5 separate regions of the Mus musculus genome follow, and regions 2, 3, 4 and 5 are each linked to region 1. Evidence: chromatin contacts called from public Hi-C and promoter capture Hi-C data. All regions are on one chromosome and are shown on one strand. Each heading gives the region's core, a stretch centred on a gene start, on an enhancer-like site or on the middle of the called end of the contact. The rest is flanking DNA. Distances are from core to core; before and after follow the strand shown. Region 1 holds the start of Carhsp1 (calcium regulated heat stable protein 1). Region 2 holds the start of Zfp263 (zinc finger protein 263). Region 3 holds the start of Glyr1 (glyoxylate reductase 1 homolog (Arabidopsis)). Region 4 holds the start of Alg1 (asparagine-linked glycosylation 1 (beta-1,4-mannosyltransferase)). Region 5 holds the start of Eef2kmt (eukaryotic elongation factor 2 lysine methyltransferase).

Region 1 (3,747 bases), core at 619-3,118:
CTTGCTGATGAGCTAAAATGGCAAGATTCTAGATTAGTGAGAGACACTGCTGCAAAGCAGAAGGCGGAGAACAGAGGAACACAGAATGCCCAACCTAGCACTAAACATCGGGAGGATTCCAGGAGAGTCGCTGGTCTTTGGTCCAGATTGGAAGGTGGAAAACGCTAGGTTTTGATGTTCATGAAGGATGGTGGAAGCAGCAACAGCAACAAAGCAGATGCACCCATCATGAAGACAGGAAAGCAAGCTGGCGAAACCCAAAAAGGTTTTACTGCTGTCTCCAGTTAGGGCGGCCCTTCTCGTTTTAATTTCCCTAGCCAAGAAGATATACACAGAGACTTGTCTCTTTAGGTGACTGCAGATCCAGTAAAGGTGACAGCCATGGTTCATAATCATACTGGGTCACAGAAGACTGCCTCAAAAATAAATAAACCGATCATGGAGGGGTCCAAAAAGCTTGTGTGACTATATACTTCAGTCTCCTCGTGGGCACGTGCCTGGGCATCTGTCTTTTTTTTTTTTTTTCCTTCCTGAATGGTGACTGTACCATTTTCTAGTCCCCCTGCCAGAGAGCCGAGGGAGCCCTTCTCTTTGCCTGAGGAGTTGGCTTTCTTGATTTTGATGGTTCAGCATGCCCTGGGGGTAGGTCTAGAGGGTCTCAGTAGGGATGAGCTATCTCTTGGAAGACTGGGGGCTGCTGCCTACCACACCTACAGGGAACCTCTTTCCCACACCTAGGAAATATGAATTTGACCCTGGGGGGGGGGTCACGCTGAGGGCTTGCTCTCTTTGTTGGCCATGGAGATAGATCACAGCATGTCTCTGTGCCTCAGTTTCCTTTTCTGAAAATTGGAAGAAACACCATTTACTTCCACAGATAAAGTATCTTAAGGGTTTCTATTGCTGCCATGAAAACACCATTGATCAAAAAGCAAACTGGGGAGAAAGAGGTTTATTTGGCTTACACTTCCATGTTTCTGTTAATTATTGAAGGAAGTTAAGACAGGAACTGGGCAGGAGCTGATACAGAGGCCATGGAGGACAGCTGCTTACTGGCTTGCTCCTCATGACTTACACAGCCTGCTTTCTTATAGAACCCAGGACCACTAGCCCAGGGATGGCTCCACCAACAACCAGCTGGGCTCTTTCTTCATTGATCACTAATTGAGAAAATGTCCTATAGTTGGATCTCATGGAGGCATTTCCTCAACTGAGGCTCCTTTTTCTCGGATGACTCTAACTTGTGTCAAGTTGACACACAAAACCAGCCAGTACATAAAGCTTCAGGGATTCAGTAGAAATAAAAATTGAAAAAACATGGGGTTGGTGCCCACACCCATCTCAAATCCATTAGGGAGTCTGAGGCTATCCTGTCTCAAAATCAGCCCACGAAGAATAAATCAATTAGACAATAGAAAACGAACAAAACAACTCCTCCCTCCTCTCATTTTTATATTTCCCTTTCTGTCTCTCGCCTTCCTTCTATCTCTTAATTCTTGAAAAAAAAAAAAAAAAAGGCGCCCGCTTATCTCGAGTCAAGGGCAGGTTGGGGCCGGACTTGTGCTGGGGAGTGGCAGGCACAGCACGCCGAGACCCGATTGTGCCACTTTCCCGGGCACCGGGCCGGCACTGGGCGCCCGCAGACCCGCGAGTGGCGGGGAGAACACCTCCAGCCGCTGCCGAGTCCCCGGCTCCCGCCCGCGGGGCATCAACACAAAGGTCCTGCGGCAGCAGCTGTGCCGCGCTCCTCCTCCCCGACCAGTCCAAGGTCCGGGCCGCGCGTCCATTGGCCCGGAGCTCCAAGGGGCGTGGTCTCACACTCCGCCCTGCCCCGCGGCCACGCCCCAAGTCCCCGATCTTTTCTTGCAGTCGAAGAGCAGCAGCTGGAGGAGTAGGACGTGTCGCCAGGTAAGTGGCTGGTCCTGGGACCCTAGGGATGGGCGTGATGGTGCGCGGGATCTCTGGAGCCGCGGGGACGGGGCCGAGGCCTGCTCTGCACTTTGCTTCCCCTCTGTGGGGCCTTCTCGTTCTCCAGCTCCGTGATGGGTGCCCCCCCACCCCCACCTCCGGGACGTGCTCCAGTCGCCCGGGCTAGTTTGGGGAGCGCGGGTTACTCACCGTCCCCAAGGGGAGACGGGTGGGTGTGGCCACAACACCGATACTTGTCTGACTTCGGTTAGTACTTCTCTCTGGGCCACCTGTTTTTTGAGCGTAGGAGGCGCGCCCTCTGCGTTTTCTGGCGGGCTGGAGGTGCTGGAGACTCGCGGCTAGAGGAAGGCGGAGCTGTCCTCGACGGCCGGGCCTCGCCAGCTGCATGCTGGGCGGCGGGACAGTAGCCAGGCCCGGAGAGGGGGAACCGCCCTGACCCCTCGCGGTTGGCTGCCTGTAGGGAGGAGGAGCGGCAGGGCGCGCTCGCTTGGTGTTTGCGCCAGGATGGGGGCCTTAGGGCACAGAGGAAAACTTCACCGGGACTGGCGGTCCTGTTTACAGGCCGGAAATGCAAGGTTGGGTTTTGCTTTTTGTTTAAAAAAACCAGGCTCTGAGCTCACAGTTTTCTGAGGTTGCAGTTTAGGTCTGTGCAGGGTCAGCTGTAGATTCCCACTTCTCCTTCAGGGCCTGGATTCTGAGAGATGGAGGTGCCCCTTTGCAAAATAGGAGACCCCCCCACCCTTCCCCGCCGATTGGAATAGAGGGAGCTGGCTAGCCTAAGTGTCTGGAGAAATAGGGGCTTTTTAAAAACCTTCCCCTCTTGACCATACTGTTACTTCTTGGTGCTTTTAGTATGTTCTCTCTCCAAGCTGAAGCCAGAGGGAGAGAATGAAAAATAATTGGTCATTAAACCAGTAGTGGTGGGTTATGCCTGCAGTCCCAGCACTGGGGAGGTAAAAAGGATTCAGGATTCAGGTTCAATCGTGGCTCCATAATTAGTTCAAGGCCAGCTGCGGTAAATAACTTCCTTCTCCTTCACAGCACTGGGGAGACTAAGACAGAGGAACTGTCCACAGCAAGATCCTTCAAACCACTTAAAAACTCGAATTACAATCTGTGTCCCATGTTCCTGTTCTTTGTCCTATTAGGCTCGAACTTTCCCACAGGGCCTTCTCTAGCGGCTTTGTGACTCTGACTGTTCATTGTGTCCCTAAGTGATCCTTAAGCCTCAGCTCAGCCATTCCCTGGTCTGGGACAGGGGTCTCCTCAGAGTTTGGCCTCCCTCCCCCCTATCATCGCCTCTTGGGTGACGACAGCCTGGTTGCCACTCTGTGCCCTTGCATCACCTCACCCTCCAGGGTGACCATGAGCTGAATTGGGGTCAGAGTAAGCTGACTTCAGCCCAGCCTAGGGTTGGGGGAGCTGGCTTTCTTAGTCCTGCGAATGCAAGGGGAAGACTTTGTGCCTCATATCTGGCAGCTGTGGGAGGGGAGGGTTCTCCTAGTGTGACTGTGCACACCTTAGGGCCACTATTGTTAAGCCCACCTTCTGCTCTGCAGTGTGGCTGGGACTGCCTCTATAGCTTTGAGCTACTGGGATTTGCAAGGTCCTTGTCAAACTGAGGCAGGGAATTAGTGGGTCTAGGAGAAGATGGAAACAATCAGGCTGGAAGGTGAGCAGAACTGGGGGTGGGGTGAGGCAATTCAGGGCTAGGAGGCCAAGAGGTCTCCTTGGCCTGCCCCGTGGGATGACGTTATTGGAAGGGACTGCTTTGGGTTTCTGGACTCTAATCTGGAGCTTCTAGCTTCCTGGCAGTTG
Region 2 (3,747 bases), core at 751-3,250, 4.9 Mb after region 1:
CTTTTAGGTTTTTCAGAACACAACTGAGAACTTTAACTTCAGAAATTCTTTCTCCTTGGCACCTGTACCACATTCTGCTAGGGTGAGTGGCAATCCCAGAGCCCCTCCTCCCTCCCACCTGCCCAGATAACTGTTCCTCACCCCTCTCCTTTACAGCCTGGGAGTCCCTTTGGGGGCTGGGGTCTAGCAGCTCCTGCAGCCTGGGGCCAGGGCTTCGCTCAGTCTCCATTGGCTCCAGCTTGAAGCTCGGTGACTCTCCTGCTGTTTCCAGTGGCAAAGGCTCCTCCAAAAGCACTTCTGCTCCCCGCCCTTGGTTTGTGACCTGGGAACCAACCCACATCACTCATCATCACAACGGGGCTGACAGAATTGGAAATTAGTACAGGATTCTTAGGACACACCCTCAACAGAGAACCACAGACTATCCCTTTGGTCTTGGCCAAGAAGATGTTTTATGCTAAGGGCTTTTTAGGTGGTAGCAGAAAATGGGGGAGGGATGGAGCAAGAAAACTGAGGGTCCACTCTCAATGCACACTTTCTCAACATATTCCATTGATACTCCTCACTTCTGCTCGATCACACTCACCTGTTCTAGATGCTTCCACGTTTCACTACTAGATAAGGTGAACTTATCAGGCTGCGACCATAGCCCCTCGGTGCTTAGCTGTTTTTCAGAGTTCAATTAGCAGAGATCCAGTTCTGTATTGCAAACTATTGACTAAGATATGCTGGGTGTTATCCACTAAATATAGGCCTGGGATAGTGGCACATGCCTGTGGGAATCAGCAGTGGGGAGGCTGAAGCAGGAGGATTGCCTCGAGTTTAAGCCTGGGCTACATATCTAGACTCTGCCTGTAACCCTAGAACTCGGAATTTGGGGAGACTGAAGGTGGAGGACCACCACTGTTCTGCAGCCAAGCTCAACTACACACTGAGTCAGTTAGCTTGAGCTACGTAAGACTTTGTCACAAAACAAACCCCTCAAAGCAGTGGCAGTAGGTGTCATCCAAACGACATACTTTTCTCCAAGTCCTCAAAATTATTCCCAGACAGTGCTTTAGCCAACAGAAAAACAGGACGAAACAGATTAAGTAGTCTGCCCAAAGTCACGAGGCCTGTGAGAAGCTTTCTAACTACATAACTAAATACTGGTGGAAGTGCTCCTCACTTCCTACTGTCGTCATATGGGAACAATCTGGAAGGAAAGGATAAGCTACAAAAAAATCCCTCTCCTTCCTGTAAAGTGTACTCAGGACGATCAAGTATATTCGACTACAGAAGAGGCTAGCACAATGACTTCCGGGCCAAACCACGGGTAAAACAGCTGTCACCTGTTGCCTCAGTTTCCCAAGTTCTTTCTGCATACGCTCCACAAGAGTGACTGCTTCTTCGCCGCTCTCTGGGCGCAGCTCCTGCACCCTGCTCTGAATCTCCTGGGGAAGGATAGTCAAGAACTGCTCCAGCACCAACAGCTCCAGGATCTGTTCCTTGGTGCGCATCTCCGGCCGCAGCCACCCGCGGCAAAGCTCCTGAAGCCGGCTAAGGGCCTCCCGGGGACCCGGGGCGTCCTGAAAGCGGAACCGTCGAAATCGCAGATGGGAGGCCTCCGGGCTGGGCTCTGGCTCAGGCGGGGGTACCTCGTGGCTCCAGGCACAGTCCTCCTCCAGTTTCACTATGAGGAGCCCTTCTGGCTCCTGCGAGCTTGGGCCCGCAGCCATAGTCATGCCCCGACACCAGCCTAGGTCCCGACACCAGCTACGTCCGCCTTGAGAGACGCCCTGGGTTCTGTACAGCAGTAGGCCACGGCTGCAGCAACCGAGAGACTCCGGGCTCCAAATCCCGCCGGAGGAACCCAGGTCACAATCTCAGCAATATCAGGCCTGCAGCGTCGCCACCTGACCGGCTTCTCAGGCCCGCACAGAACTTAAGTCGCAGGGCCCGGGTCGCAAGCCTCAGCACGCGAGTTAGGCGTCATAAGCCAACGGCCGCTAGTCAGGACGGACTTCCGGTTCACGTTTCCCTTGCGCTGTCTCCCATTGGGTCGGGTCTCACCACGTACTCACGGTCCACCCAGGACAAGGAAAATTTGCATAAAAGAGCGGGAGGGGAACAAGTCGGATGGGGATGAGGGGCGGGGCTACGCAATGGGCGGGGCCTCCAGGTGGGGAAGCGGTAGGGGTGGGAATCCCTGGGCGGATGTGACCCGGGGACAACCTGGCTCAGATTTGCATAGGAAAGTTTGCCAAAAGGTAAGTTCTTCAGCCACGCTTGAACCAGAGTCCAGAGGCGCTAGAGTGTCATGTCGGGGCCCAGAAGCTTAACAAAGAAAACCTTTCCGAAGGCCGATCCCAACACTCCGGAGACCTACAACCGGAAATAGACTGTGCTTCCAGGGCTCGAGCTGCCTGGGGCTGGTGGGAAATGTAGTCCATGGCGCGCCCTTGTTATTGCGCCTGCACTGTGGCTTGAGCAGGTCTAAATGGATTGTCGAGCTACGATAAACATACCCGTGCCCGAGCTTTTGCCTCCCTGTGAGCGATGGTCCCTAGTCCTCCATCTTTAGGTGGCTGGTCGACCCAGAAGAACGCTCTGGGTATGAACTGCTCTTGCCATCTCCCAGAGCAGGTCTAAGGATTAGCATAATCATCGGCTCTGACTATTTTCCTGAAGGTTGAAGAAAAGGAAACACCAAGGCGGACTTCCTTATTTTTTGAAGAGAGAATAGCCCAGGCCTGAGACTGCAGCTGTCACAGACAGGTGGTGGAGTCTGCAGATTCTAGGAGTGTGTCACGAAAACCCGTAATCACTTATTGGACACATGCTTACATTGTTGTCTATTCATTGCAACTCAAGAGGCAGGGAAAGCCTTCCTTGCTCTGGTCTCCCTTTGTGAACTTTTTATACTTTGTAAGACCTTGAGGCAGGAAAATGGCCACCAGGAGCTCCAGCAGCCAGGTCCCTCCCACCTCTGACTTCCTTAATGGTCCCTAACCCTAATAGTTGTTTAATAATAGCTGTTACTGTCATTCCCTGGCCCGAGGAGGAAGAGTAGCCTGGCCCCACCCTACAAGACAAAAAGATAAAAATAAATAAATCCCACCAACCCTGAACAGAAAAACCCACTAATCCTGGAGCTTGGTATAGAAACCCTTCAAGCCCTGAGCAAACTCATCAGTCTCTGATCTCCTTCAAGCTCAGTGAAATTCTACCAATCCTCACCCTGGAAAGCTGTGGTGGGAAGATTAAGAAATCTTGTATAAACCCTGCCTACCACTCAGTTCCCTGCTTTCTTTCCTGAGCTGAGAATGATGTTCTGGATTTTTCCTTCCCAATGAGTCTCTTGAATGAGGTTTGTCGTGCGGCACGACTTTTGGTTCCCGATTGCCAGGGTATCTTTCCCTTCAGAGCTTCAGCATTCATACATGAAATAGAACTTTGAAGATATGGTATGAAGTAAGTCCTGTGGTTATGGCATGGAGTGCCGTCGTGAGGTCCCAATATAACTCAAATACCAGGTCAATGCAGATGCCAAAAATTTATTGTAATCAAGCTGCTACTGATTGATCAGGGCTGTAGAACAGACTCATGAGCTGAACTGTGACCTTGAGGGGATGCTGTGCAGCATATTTAAAGGAAACAATAAAGCAAGGGGGTTGGGCTGGGCTGGGCTGGGTGGTAGCATTGTCCAATCATTTTGACAAAAGGGGTTGAGAAAGGGAGTTTCCATCAATCAGGATGGAAGTTGGG
Region 3 (3,747 bases), core at 567-3,066, 3.6 Mb after region 1:
AACTAATTTACTTTTGAACTGACTACCAAAAAAAAAACAGAAAAACTTGTATGCTAATTTTTTCATTAATTTCTTTCCCTATTTAATGGCTTTCCCTTTTTATTTTGAAAGGCAAAGTCCTACAAAAATGACAGGTTATTTTATATTTATTTTTGTTTCCTGTCTTCTTTCATTCTTTTGTTTGTTTGTTTGCTTGAGACAGGGTTCCTCTGTGTAGCCCTGGCTGTCCTGGAACCTCACTCTGTAGACCAGGCTGGCCTCGAACTCAGAAATCCACCTTCCTCTGCCTCCTGAGTGCATGTGCCACCACTACTCGGCTCCTGTCTTATTTCATTAACTAGAATTACAGGACATTAGACAATGTATCCTTTGTTCTATTCCTGACTTTGATGGGATTGTTTCTAAATTTAGTTGTAAAGATTTACATTTAAAGACAAGTCATTACAATATTCTTAAATTCCTGGAAAACTCTAATTTCTAAATTAAGAACATTTGTCAAATTTTATGAAATCTTAAATACACTTTAAATGGTCAGTTCGTGTTTAATTAACACACAATGTAAATGACAGTCCTTGAAAAATGTGGTACTTCTTCCAAAGAAAAAACAAGCTGGGGTCAACCACCCAGCTTCTCCACCACACCATCTCTCAGAGCAATTGACAACCAAAGCCTCTACAAGGACACTGCTTTGGGGAAAGGGGCGTGAACCCGTCACCTTCCGAGCAGGCGTTGACTTCAGAAAGTACAGCTGTAAGTTAAGTCCACCCTGACACAGACTCCTGCCGCCTTTTCTTGGGTGTGAGACTTTTCTTGCTCAAAGTCGAGCTTCAACTCGGTCTACGGAACTTAGGGCAGCCGCCCTGCCCCTCGGCAGGTACCAGTTCCCATTACTGTCACCTGTCTTCCAGCTGTCAAAACTTCTTGCAAAGTGTCACACTACTTACGAAGGCTAACGCGGGAGGCTGGACCAGACCGCGGCGCTCACCGTTGTCCCCAGAGCCGACGCGGGCCGTAGACGTCCCCCCGTGGTGGTCCTCATGCCGGCCCGGGACCCTCGGGTTGCGGCGCGGCTCAGCGGCCCGCTCCCGAGCGCTGCAGGCGGGCGCGCGGAGGGCCCGCGCCGCGGCCCATGGCCGGCTCCCCAGCCCGCGGGAAGGAAGCCTCTCGACAAACTGCCGCTTTCTCTTGTCAGCCAGCGGGGGGAGCCGAGATATGCCAAGTCCACGTCCAAGAAAACAAGTCGGGCGACGCCGAGGACGCTTGGCGGGGACGCCGCTCCGGAAGCCGACTGTCGAGCTGGGCGCTCCTCAGCAGTCTGGAGCTCCCGCCCCGAGCGCGGGCTCGCGGGCAACCGGGGCCTCTTCTGCCCCGGGCTGGGACCGAGACTGGCTTCCAGGCCGCGCCAGGGTCAGTCAGGGCAGCAACCGGACTCCAACACCTATCCGCCCGGGACCTCAGGCTCGGCAACGGCCCGGGGCCCGCGCCTGCCTAACAGCCGTAACGGAAGCAGCGGGAAAGACTGGAAATGAGTCTAGAGTCCCGGAAGCGAGCGGGCAGCACAGTCGGCTCCCTTTCGCGCTAGTCCGGCCGCGCCGCCTCCGCCGCCGCTGCTTTGGACCGCGGATGCTTCGTTGTCACGAGCCGGAGGGGAGGGGGGAGGCGGGAGCTTGGAGTCTCTGGGCTTCGACGCGCTGAGAGCGCGGCGCTCAAGTCACGTGCCTCCAAGCAGTCCAATGGACGGCCGCGGCGCGGTGACGTCAGCGCATCCGCTAGGCGGATGACAGCAAACACCCGTCACGTGGTCAGGCCAACTCCAATGGGCGGTGCCGCGGCGACCTGAAGTTCCCGGCTGCCCGTGCGGCGGCGGTGGTTGGGTGGTAAGATGGCGGCTGTGAGTCTGCGGCTCGGCGACTTGGTGTGGTGAGTCCTGGCGACCAGCGCTGAACGAAAGACGGCGCGAAGCTGCTTTTCCTGGTCGCAGGGTTGCCAGCTGGCCCAGGAGTAGTTTTATTATGCACTCCGGACGGCGGAGAGTGGGGAAGAGGAGGTGCCGCCGCGGTGTGAACGACGCTTGAGCGGAAGAGGCTGTCCGGTCCCCGGGGGACCGAGGCCGAGAGGGGCCGCGGCGGTCCCTGCTCTGAACCCTGAGGCCATCCCAGGGGAGGGTTACGGCTCTAGAACTCTGGCTCCAGCTGCCACTGCAGAGAACTCTGGCGTGGCGTGGAGTCCCAGGGTCTCTCCGGACCTCCTCTCAAAGCAGGAGAGGATACCTTGCTAGAGACAGAGCCGTCCATACCCGCGTTCGGTTGGGACAGACGTGGGCTCGAGGCTTGGTTCCAGGTGGCGAAATCCGACTGCCCGGCGCTGCCCCATGAAGAAACCGAGGGGAGGGTGACTTCTCCTTTGCAAATGATGGCTAGGCGGTGATCCAGTGCCTCTCGTTCTGTTCCTTGTGTCCCCTGCAACAGCCAAAACCAAGAGTGACCATTGTCTCCTTGGAACTGCGTAGTTTCCCTACCTAGAGGAAGGTTTCCATGATCATTTGTCAAAGGAAAGCCGATCATGGGGTGAATTAAATCAGTCTTAGGGAAGTCTGTGTTTACAGAGAGAAGTTTCCAACACTCTCCCAGGGAGGTACCAGACCAGTGACGTCCTGATGGTTTTGTTTTTCTATGTTCCTTCTCGGGAAGAGTGCACAGATCTCAGGCACACACACACACACACACACACACACACACATATATATATATATACAGTTTTGTATGTAATATGTGAGGGCCCTGAGCCCAGCTGTGAAAGACCCATCTGGTTTGCCTGCTTTTGTTCTGGCCCTTTTGTTCAGCCTAGAGTTAGAAGCATAGATTGCTTGTTGAGTGGGCTGAAGGAGATGGACTGGCTTTTCCAGGGCAAGTTCTGACTGTTTGTATTATTTTCTCTAGGGGGAAACTGGGCCGGTATCCTCCCTGGCCAGGAAAGGTGAGTGCATTGTTGGTTTTAAAAGAAGGTAGTTGAAGCTAAGGGAGAGGGTTAACATGTTGAATTTCCTCCATTCTCTAACACTGACTTAAAATGGGCTCATTTTGATAAAATGTAGTGTTTTGCCTCCAGTTATCAGTCGGTTTTGAAAGTTATAGCATAAACCAGAGTGTTTAAATATGAGGTAATCACTTCAGTCAGAGGGCTTGTGAAATTGGTTGGTTTTTTATCTTGGAAATCAATTGTAATCAAAATGTAGCATGCTAAAATCTAAGGATGAAGAAACAGATTCTCCAGGAAGAGGGAAGTCTAAATGTAGGTTAGTGAAAAGCTAAAGTATTTTTGTCCCAACTAAGTTTAAATCTTCTTCCCCTGTTACCATATGTGCTGCTCCAGTGCATCTCTGCAGAAGATGGCATTCCAGATTTTTCAAGAGGTGGTCCATCATAGCTTTCCAAATGTTCTGGCTTTTTAGTCTTGCTAGGAATCCAGGAAATGTCTGAAGACTCTTTGCAATATGGTATTTCCTGTGCCTTGGTGGTCCCCTATTTTCACTGCTTCCTGTCTTAACTCTTGCTACCCACAACAAAAGTATTTTAAAGAATATTTTCTGTTTCTTCATTAATCACATCACATGGAGGGAGGGGTGATGTTGCTGTTAGTTTTAACTGTTTCTATGCCACGAGTCATTGCAATAAGACTATCTGTTGGACAATATACTACCTGTTGGCTATGGAGAATTTAAAGAATATTTACATATTTCTTCATATC
Region 4 (3,747 bases), core at 473-2,972, 3.4 Mb after region 1:
CATGTTTAAAAGACCAGCAAGAGACCTGCTATGATAATGGTGATTCTCACAGAAGGAAAGAGCAGCTGGCACATACCTGGAGGAAGATGTAGGCTGCAGGGTCCATGCGCATCATCTTCCACAGCAAGTACACTGCCTGAAATACAACCTTGACTCCATACTGGAGAATTCGGGGCCCAGCTGCAAGTCAGAAAACATCTGTCTCTACAAAAGAGCTCTTGGCACTGAGAGTCCCTTCATCTTCCCAATACGCAACCATCCCTACCCCTAGTCAAGAACCTGGAGTTGACTGGTCCTACCTCCCAGGCCCCGCAGATCTGTCAACTTCACAATCCGAATCCTATCATTCTGCAAGAGTTCATCTCGAGGTTTGGAGTCTGCAAATGCAAATGAGCCCTTTCAGGTATCAGAAATAGCCAGTTACAGTCAGCTGGGTGTGTTCCTTCACATCTGTAATTCCAGTACTTGGAAGGATAAGGCAGGATAAAGTGTTCAAAGCCAGCATGTGCTACAAAGCATGCCCATCTCAAGTAAACAAGGTGGAAGGAAAATAACACCTATCAAAACCTCACAGGTCCCCAGTACCCAGAATAGAAAATGAGGTCACTTTGTGTTCTTCTATAGAATACCCTCGAAGGGCATTCATCATACCTACTTAATTTAACCTGATGACTGGCATGCAATAGGGACCCAATTTAACTGATAAAGAGTAGAACTCCTGGATGGCAGTCTGCCCTAGGATAGCACTCCACACGGGGACCAATAAGGGCTATTTCCACTTTCCCTTAGATAGAGCTGGGCCACCCCCAAGTTCGCAGATCCAATTTGAGGTGCCCAGCACGTGTTCGAGGATAGTTATGAATGTCCCCAACATGCTAGCAGATTTCATATGACTGTGTCAAAAGGTTGGATACCTGAGGGGCTACTAAAGTGCATGCCTTTAATCCCAACACTCTAAAGGCAGTAGCAAGTGGATCTCTGTGAGTTCAAGGACACTCTGGCCTACATAGTGAGATCCAAACCAGCTAGAGGCTGCATAGTAAGAGTGAACCCCTGAAAAATCATCCACGTGGACATGATGAGGGAGTGGACACCTCTGCCTACACCTTAGGGGACAAGAGAACCATCCACAGCAAGAAAAGCTCTGCGGCTGGACAAGGGATGTGAAGAAACATTCAGCCTGCCAACTCAGTGACAAAGGCAGCATGAGGAAGTGGTGACCAGCACTAAGGTCTCACACACCAGGGTTGCAGCCTGTCTGTGCACTACCTAAACAAAGCAAGTGACAGACACTTTTGCAACCGATCTATTTGTAGTCCTCACGTATGGTAAACGGCGACTGACGCCCGCTGCTCCCAGACACCAGAAAACAGCGGTCCAGACCAGAACAGGCAGGAGAGGAGCACAGCTGCTCCCGCCTCTGTCCCAAAACAGGGAGAGTCAAGGCTCCTGATTGAGCCTCCCTCTCAGGTCCCCGCCACTCACTGTAGAACCCCAGCAGCGTCACCGAAAAGCCGCTCTGGGCCAATGACAGCGCGTGGTACTGCATGCGGGGGCTGCGGCCCACGTCGCCCAGCACCACGACGACCATGTGCCGGGCCCTGCCCGTTTGCCGCCCACGCTTCCACAAGCCCAGCAGCAGCACCAGCAACAGCAGCGCCAGAACCAGCAGCGCCACGCAGGACGCTGCCATCTTGGCCGGCCGGCGCCGAGCACGTGACCGGGCCCGGAAGCCTCGCTATGCGCAAGCGCACACCCCAGACCCTGCCCAGGGGGAGGTGATTATGAAATCGCCTCTTTACGAAGGAGGAGGCGGAGCCTTGGATAAGGCGAGGTCTGGGAGAAAAGGAAAGAGAATTTGGAAGATGGGGGCGGGCTCTGAACGGGGGGGCGGGGCCTGGAAAGGGTAGGAGGCCTTTGAAGAGTTACTTAAGGAGCCCAAGAATGGACTTAGCCATGCCAAGTTCTCTGAAGTGTGTTTTCCCCTGTGAAAGTAAAGCTGTACCTTTATTGGAGTCTAAGAACTTCTTTTAAAGACCGCTAAGATAAATTTCAAACTATAATAATGATGATAATGATTACCTGCTGCTAGAGTACACTTCTCAGCTTCCCTTACGGACTGTGAAGTCATTTCTACCCCTATAGGAGGCCATATCTCATCTTCTGTGAGTATCTTAGCCATCTACACAAAAATGTACCCTCACCGTACATGAACTTGTCTCGGCTATGATCAGACCCAGCCTCTTTTATCTACTCTCTCAGTAGCTGCCTTTAATAATCTAACAAGAGAGATTAAATTTTAGATGAGAGGCTGATGAGTTTTCTTCAGGTAAAGGTGTTTGATGCTAAAGTAGGGTACCATCTCAGGAAGGAGAGAATCAACTCTCTACATCCTCTGACTTCCACGCTCCTGCTGTGACACACACAGCACCTCCCTTGTACACTAAATAAATAAAAACAATTTGGATGAATTTCCTAGTTTTGTTGAGGAAAGAGGCCATTCCCTGAGAAGTGAATGTATAAACAAGATCATGGCTACACATGGAAACCGATCTTTGTTGGTAGAAGGCAAGAGACCATAGGGCCTCTGGCTCTTTAGCAGAGGTGCCTTCCAGTGAGAAAATTTATTAAGCAAAATGTTTATCTCTTCATTTGTTAAGATGCATGCACATTGAATACAACAATTCAAATACAAAAGAGAGGAAGCAGGCATAGTATAGCCTGTAATTCTGGCACTGTGGAGGAGAAGCCAAGGTCATCCTCGACTCCATAGAGAGTTCAAGACCTGCCTGGGCAGCTTATGACAAGAACTCAAAAAAATAAGGGGCTGGATAAATGACTCAGCAGTTAAGAGCTCTTACTTGCAATCATGACAGGAGTTCAAATCCTGACACCCATGTAACAAGCTGGATGTCACCACAAAACCTATAATCTCAGCTGTGAGGGGCAGAAACAGAAAGCTCACTAAAGCTTGTTGGCTTTCAGCTTATAAGGAGAAAAAGGAGACTCAAGTTTAGGGAGAGACGAATAGACAATGGGTTATAGAGAAAGAAAGGAAGGGAAAGAAGGAAGGGAGGGAGGAAGGGAGGGAGGGAGGGAAGAAGGAAGGAAGGAAGGAAGGAAGGAAGGAAGGAAGGAAGGAAGGAAGGAAGGGAGAACTTTTTAAGTATGGGCAATAAAGGGAGAAAGAAAGAGATGCATAAGATAATGATAGTGGCATGAACTCTAGAGTTCCTGACTTTGCCAGCTAGAAAAGTACTGCTGTGTGGGGAGCTTTGGGGGCTGCATGGCAGGAATCTGACATTGGCCAAGGACAAGGAAATGGGCTTGGGGCAGGAATCTGACATTAGGCCATGACAAGGAAGTAAGTTCAGGCAGGAATTTTTTTTATTAGATATTTTCTTTATTTACATTTCAAATGCTATCCCGAAAGTTCCCTGTACCCTCCCCAGTCCTGCTCCCCTACCCACCCACTCCCACTTCTTGGCCCTGGTAGTCCCCTGTACTGGGGCATATAAAGTTTGCAAGACCAAAGGACCTCTCTTCCCAATGATGGCCGACTAGGCCATCTTCTGCTACATATGCAGCTAGAGACATAGCTCTGGGGTTACTGGTTAGTTCATATTGTTGCTCCACCTATCCGATTGCAGATCCCTTCAGCTCCTTGGGTACTTTCTCTAGCTCCTCCATTGGGGGCCCTGTGTTCCATCCAATAGATGACTGTGAGCATCCACTTCTGTATTTGCC
Region 5 (3,747 bases), core at 596-3,095, 3.4 Mb after region 1:
TGTGGTATCAAAAGGTTAGACCAGCTTCCACTGGCTAATACTTTAGGATACATCATGTAGTACTACTATGATGCCAACTGCTGCTCTTTTGTTCTGTAGCAGCAGTGATCAATCACTAATATGAGTGATGTACAAGTGTATCTCTCTGGTTCCCATTTCTTGTATCACCAATTGCAGGCAGGGAACTGATCAAAATGGCACAGGCAAGTGAGCGCCCCGGAGGCCACTCTAAGCCAGCCTTCCTCAGTCACCAGGTCCCATGCTCCTTGGGTGAGTGCAGCATGAGGAATATGCAATGTGAGTCACAGTAATAGTCCAGCATGGCGGCACACACCGAGAAGCCTGGGTGCTTTGGAGGCTGAGGCAGGAGCATCACTGCAAGGTTCGGGCCAAGACGGGCTACAAAGAGAATACCAACCTAGCCAGGTCTGCATAGCAAGACACTGTAAAACAAACCAATAATGCTACTTCAATAACTCAGTGGGTATAGGCACTTGCCAAATGGCTTGAGTTCAACCCACATGGTAGAAGGAAAGAACCAACTTCTTCAAGCCATCCTCTGACTTCTATTTATGTGTGGTGGATCACAAACACACACATACACAAATAATCAATGTAAAGAAATTAAAAGGCAAAATCCCACAGAAACAATCATAGTTCATTTTATTTAAATCAAGTCAGCTCAGGGAATAAAAGACCAATCCCATCTTGGTCCCCTATGCTGGCCTGGATTTTTGGAGGGTCACAGACCTGACTGTAATTAATTCCCTTCTGTTGTTCTCCAAAACAAACCTCAGGATTTCTTGTCTAAAGGAGGTAATGGGATACAATCTGTCCCCTTCATCAACATTCTGCAAGTATATTTAACAAGCTAGCTCTAGAAGCTTCCAAATGGAGATTTTGAGACATTTGCTAAACTGAACTGTTACACCTTGAATGACAGTGCACACTTGGAGGACAACAGGGGTGGCTTGCCAGTGTCCTGCCTTTCAACTCTAGGGACTTTGAACAGAATACTCTGCCACCCACTGCAGCTAACTCCCACTCTTAGTTCAGATTCTATTCCTTGCAAGATGAAACAAAACTCCTGCTGGAAGCCTCTGCAATTCTGTGCACTAATTTTCAGAGCAGATACTGTTACTGTTATATGTGTGTGTGTGTGTGAACACATATACACAAATAACGTAAAGAAATTAAAAGATGAAACCCCACAGAAACAATCTCAGTTCATTTTATTTAAATGAACCCAGTTCAGGGAATAAAGACCAACTCCTTGGTCCCCTATGCTGACCTGGCTTCGTGGATGTGTGTGTGTACACGCGCGCACTCGCGCGTGTGCGTGCGCAGGTAGGCTGAAGGATCCCAGGTATCACTTCCTAACACCCAGGTGGGGTTAGACCCCTCCAAAAATCTTCCTCGGCTACTTCGAGGGCAGACCCACCCTAGCCTCGCCCCCGGCTGATCTGAGCTCGCCCCAGACCACCCAAAGACAACCGGCTAAGAGTTGCTCAACCTCAATCTCAGCCCCACCCCCATTCCCGCTCGGGCCCACCTTCCAACCCCCAGTTCCTGCCAAGGACCGCCCTCTGAGCCCCGCCCCCAAGCCAGTCTAGGCTTCGCCTCCAAGTTGCCAGCTCCAGCTCCAGGAACTGTTTAAAACGCTCCCCAGTCAGGCCCAACCCGGCCCGGTCCGCCTCTAACCCTGCCCCACCGTACTCCCCGCCCCGCGGGCACCATCTTGCCCCGCCTCCTGGGCCGGAACATAGACTAGCCCCCGCCCACATCTTACCTCCTAGTTGCCACGCCTCCTCCGTCTCAGGCCTCGCTTCCGCCCGTTTCCAGGCAACCCTGGCCCTGCCCCGCGATGGCGCCTGAGGACCACGAGGGGGCCACGTCTCTGCTGCAGAGTTTCGAGCGCCGCTTCCTGGCGGCTCGCGCGCTGCCCTCCTTTCCCTGGCAGGTGGGCGGCGGGCGTGCGGCGGGTATCAGGGTCGAGCACCACGGGCGGCGGGGCCGGGAGTCTCGGGCCGCCTTTGCTCACCGCTGGACTGGGGGAGGCAGGCGGGCCCTTCCCCGGCAGGGTTTACAGGGTCACGAACCGGGCTGGATTATTTTAGCAACTTTTAAGCCAGTAATCGGTCATCTTGGCGACTGCAAAACAACTTTGAAAAACTAAACGTCTTCAAATGGCAAGAGCCGCGCTCTCCTGAAAAGGAGGCCAGGTCCCCATCCGAAGGGCAGGCTTCAGGCAGAACCGTCTCAGAGGGAGTTCGGACTGAAAATGGTGCTTCCCTGTGGCCTGGGGACCTGCAGCTCGGACGCGAGGATCCTTTAGAGCGTGCCTCGCTGTTAACTCTTGTGCGGTGAGCTCACCGGCATGAGTTACTATAGATTTGTATTCCTCCAGAGTCTACCCGGTTTCGTTGGGTGGTTTGGGTAGTTGTATTATTTCATCGACATAAAATATCTCTGGTCTTAACGCAAAACGAAACCCGAATAACATATAAGTCCTTATTCAATGTCAACTGTAATAATAGTTCATGTGCTGTGCTAAGTACTTGCTCAGGGTCACCCACAGTGCACAGCACTGGCGTCTGTGGTCACTCCATTTGACCAGGAGTTTAAGAAGGAAAGAATCAGAGCTCTGGCCGGGGAGGCCAGCTTCCTGCTTATAGTTCTAATTCAACCCCCTGTGTGCTGTGGGACTTTACAAGAGGCTACATCTCTGTGCCATCATTTCTAATTAATACAGTAAAGGATACAATGATAGCAGCCTCTTGCTACTAAACAGCTGGACTTCTTTTCCTTTGCCCAGCTAGAAATCATAGATAGACAAAAAGTTCTGGGAGTGCTGATCTCTGCTGACTGTGTTTTTCTGTGCCGGCTGTAGGCAGACAAGACCAGTAATTGCAGGTTTCTTGAGTGTAGGGCCCTTGGCCCTCCGGGAGTTCTTAGGACATTTTTGGCTGCGAGCTTCCCAGCAGGCCAAGGTATTGGATTTCTTCAGCCCTTGGCAGCAGCCCTTAGAAACATACAGCTCTTGTGCAGGTCTTGGAAGTGCGGATTCATTAGCTCTTGACCATGGCCAGCCTGTCTGCTTTTACAATTCTGCCGTCCACTGTTGAGCCTTGACTGGGTCTGCTTTCTCCTTGTTACCCCCGCAGCCCGCACTACTAAAGTAGGCAAGAGACTCTTCCCAGGAGGTAGCGCGGGAGGGTTCCTTACAGTCTACTCCCTCTTTGACCACAGCAGCAGGCTGTGTAGGTGTCTGAACCAATCACGGCTTTGCCTCTTGTTCCATCCCAGCCATCCTTCCGCTACGCCACTAGGGGGCGTGCTCCCCTCTGTCCCACAGGAAATGAGTGCAGAGCAATACACTGTACACCCAGGTTTGTAACAGCAAAAAGTTTCAAACAGCCCCGGCTGAGCCCGCAGCTTCAGCAGTCATGACAATCAGGTCTGGTTGTCTAAGGGTGTTTATGGAGTGTTCAGGCAGCCAAGGCTGGTATAAGCTGTCAGACTGACAATCCTTTTGCTGAAGGCAACCAAGGTAGAAAGGGAGAGTCCCACAGCTCCAAATTAGGGAGTCATACTGCCCCATCCCCCAAACTGTAGCTTATGTATAGGAGAATGAACATAAGAGCGCTTCTACCAAGAACCTAAAGACTATCATGAACACGAATTGTGGACTTAACCGCCTGATTACTGTTGCTCCTGTATACTGTTGGCAGCCCCTCCTGTATCTCA

The links. Promoter capture Hi-C pulls out the DNA fragments that hold promoters and counts their contacts. Hi-C and Micro-C count contacts between places; a contact is called where the count stands out from the background.
Region 2: a contact with region 1 is called in a promoter capture Hi-C map of pre-B cells. The contact joins the promoter of Zfp263 here to the promoter of Carhsp1 in region 1. A contact is called at or near these places in 1 of 39 promoter capture datasets (pre-B cells) and 1 of 484 Hi-C or Micro-C datasets (B cells).
Region 3: a Hi-C map of B cells shows a contact between it and region 1, with 5 read pairs. The contact joins the promoter of Glyr1 here to the promoter of Carhsp1 in region 1. A contact is called at or near these places in 1 of 39 promoter capture datasets (cranial neural crest) and 1 of 484 Hi-C or Micro-C datasets (B cells).
Region 4: a promoter capture Hi-C map of the HPC-7 cell line shows a contact between it and region 1. The contact joins the promoter of Alg1 here to the promoter of Carhsp1 in region 1. A contact is called at or near these places in 2 of 39 promoter capture datasets (the HPC-7 cell line and pre-B cells).
Region 5: a contact with region 1 is called in a promoter capture Hi-C map of pre-B cells. The contact joins the promoter of Eef2kmt here to the promoter of Carhsp1 in region 1. A contact is called at or near these places in 3 of 39 promoter capture datasets (cranial neural crest, frontonasal cranial neural crest and pre-B cells) and 1 of 115 datasets of contacts at active chromatin or transcription factors (astrocytes).

What each region holds. Positions count from the first base shown.
Region 1 is chr16:8,670,274-8,674,020 of GRCm38.p6, reverse strand. It overlaps Carhsp1 (calcium regulated heat stable protein 1), which reads left to right and starts at 1,868. Exons shown (of 4, transcript NM_025821.2): 1 at 1,868-1,908.
Region 2 is chr16:3,742,352-3,746,098 of GRCm38.p6, reverse strand. It overlaps Zfp263 (zinc finger protein 263), which reads right to left and starts at 2,000. Exons shown (of 6, transcript NM_148924.3): 1 at 1,332-2,000; 2 at 142-322. The coding sequence starts at 1,724.
Region 3 is chr16:5,047,979-5,051,725 of GRCm38.p6, reverse strand. Glyr1 (glyoxylate reductase 1 homolog (Arabidopsis)) reads left to right here and starts at 1,816. Exons shown (of 16, transcript NM_001079814.1): 1 at 1,816-1,920; 2 at 2,940-2,976. The coding sequence starts at 1,883. Ubn1 (ubinuclein 1) reads right to left here and starts at 1,669. Exons shown (of 19, transcript NM_026666.4): 1 at 945-1,669.
Region 4 is chr16:5,231,596-5,235,342 of GRCm38.p6, reverse strand. It overlaps Alg1 (asparagine-linked glycosylation 1 (beta-1,4-mannosyltransferase)), which reads right to left and starts at 1,722. Exons shown (of 13, transcript NM_145362.2): 1 at 1,486-1,722; 2 at 300-377; 3 at 77-180. The coding sequence starts at 1,693.
Region 5 is chr16:5,254,054-5,257,800 of GRCm38.p6, reverse strand. It overlaps Eef2kmt (eukaryotic elongation factor 2 lysine methyltransferase), which reads left to right and starts at 1,845. Exons shown (of 8, transcript NM_027446.2): 1 at 1,845-1,960. The coding sequence starts at 1,865. Gm15983 (a long non-coding RNA gene) reads right to left here and starts at 1,838. Exons shown (of 3, transcript XR_003951974.1): 1 at 1,790-1,838.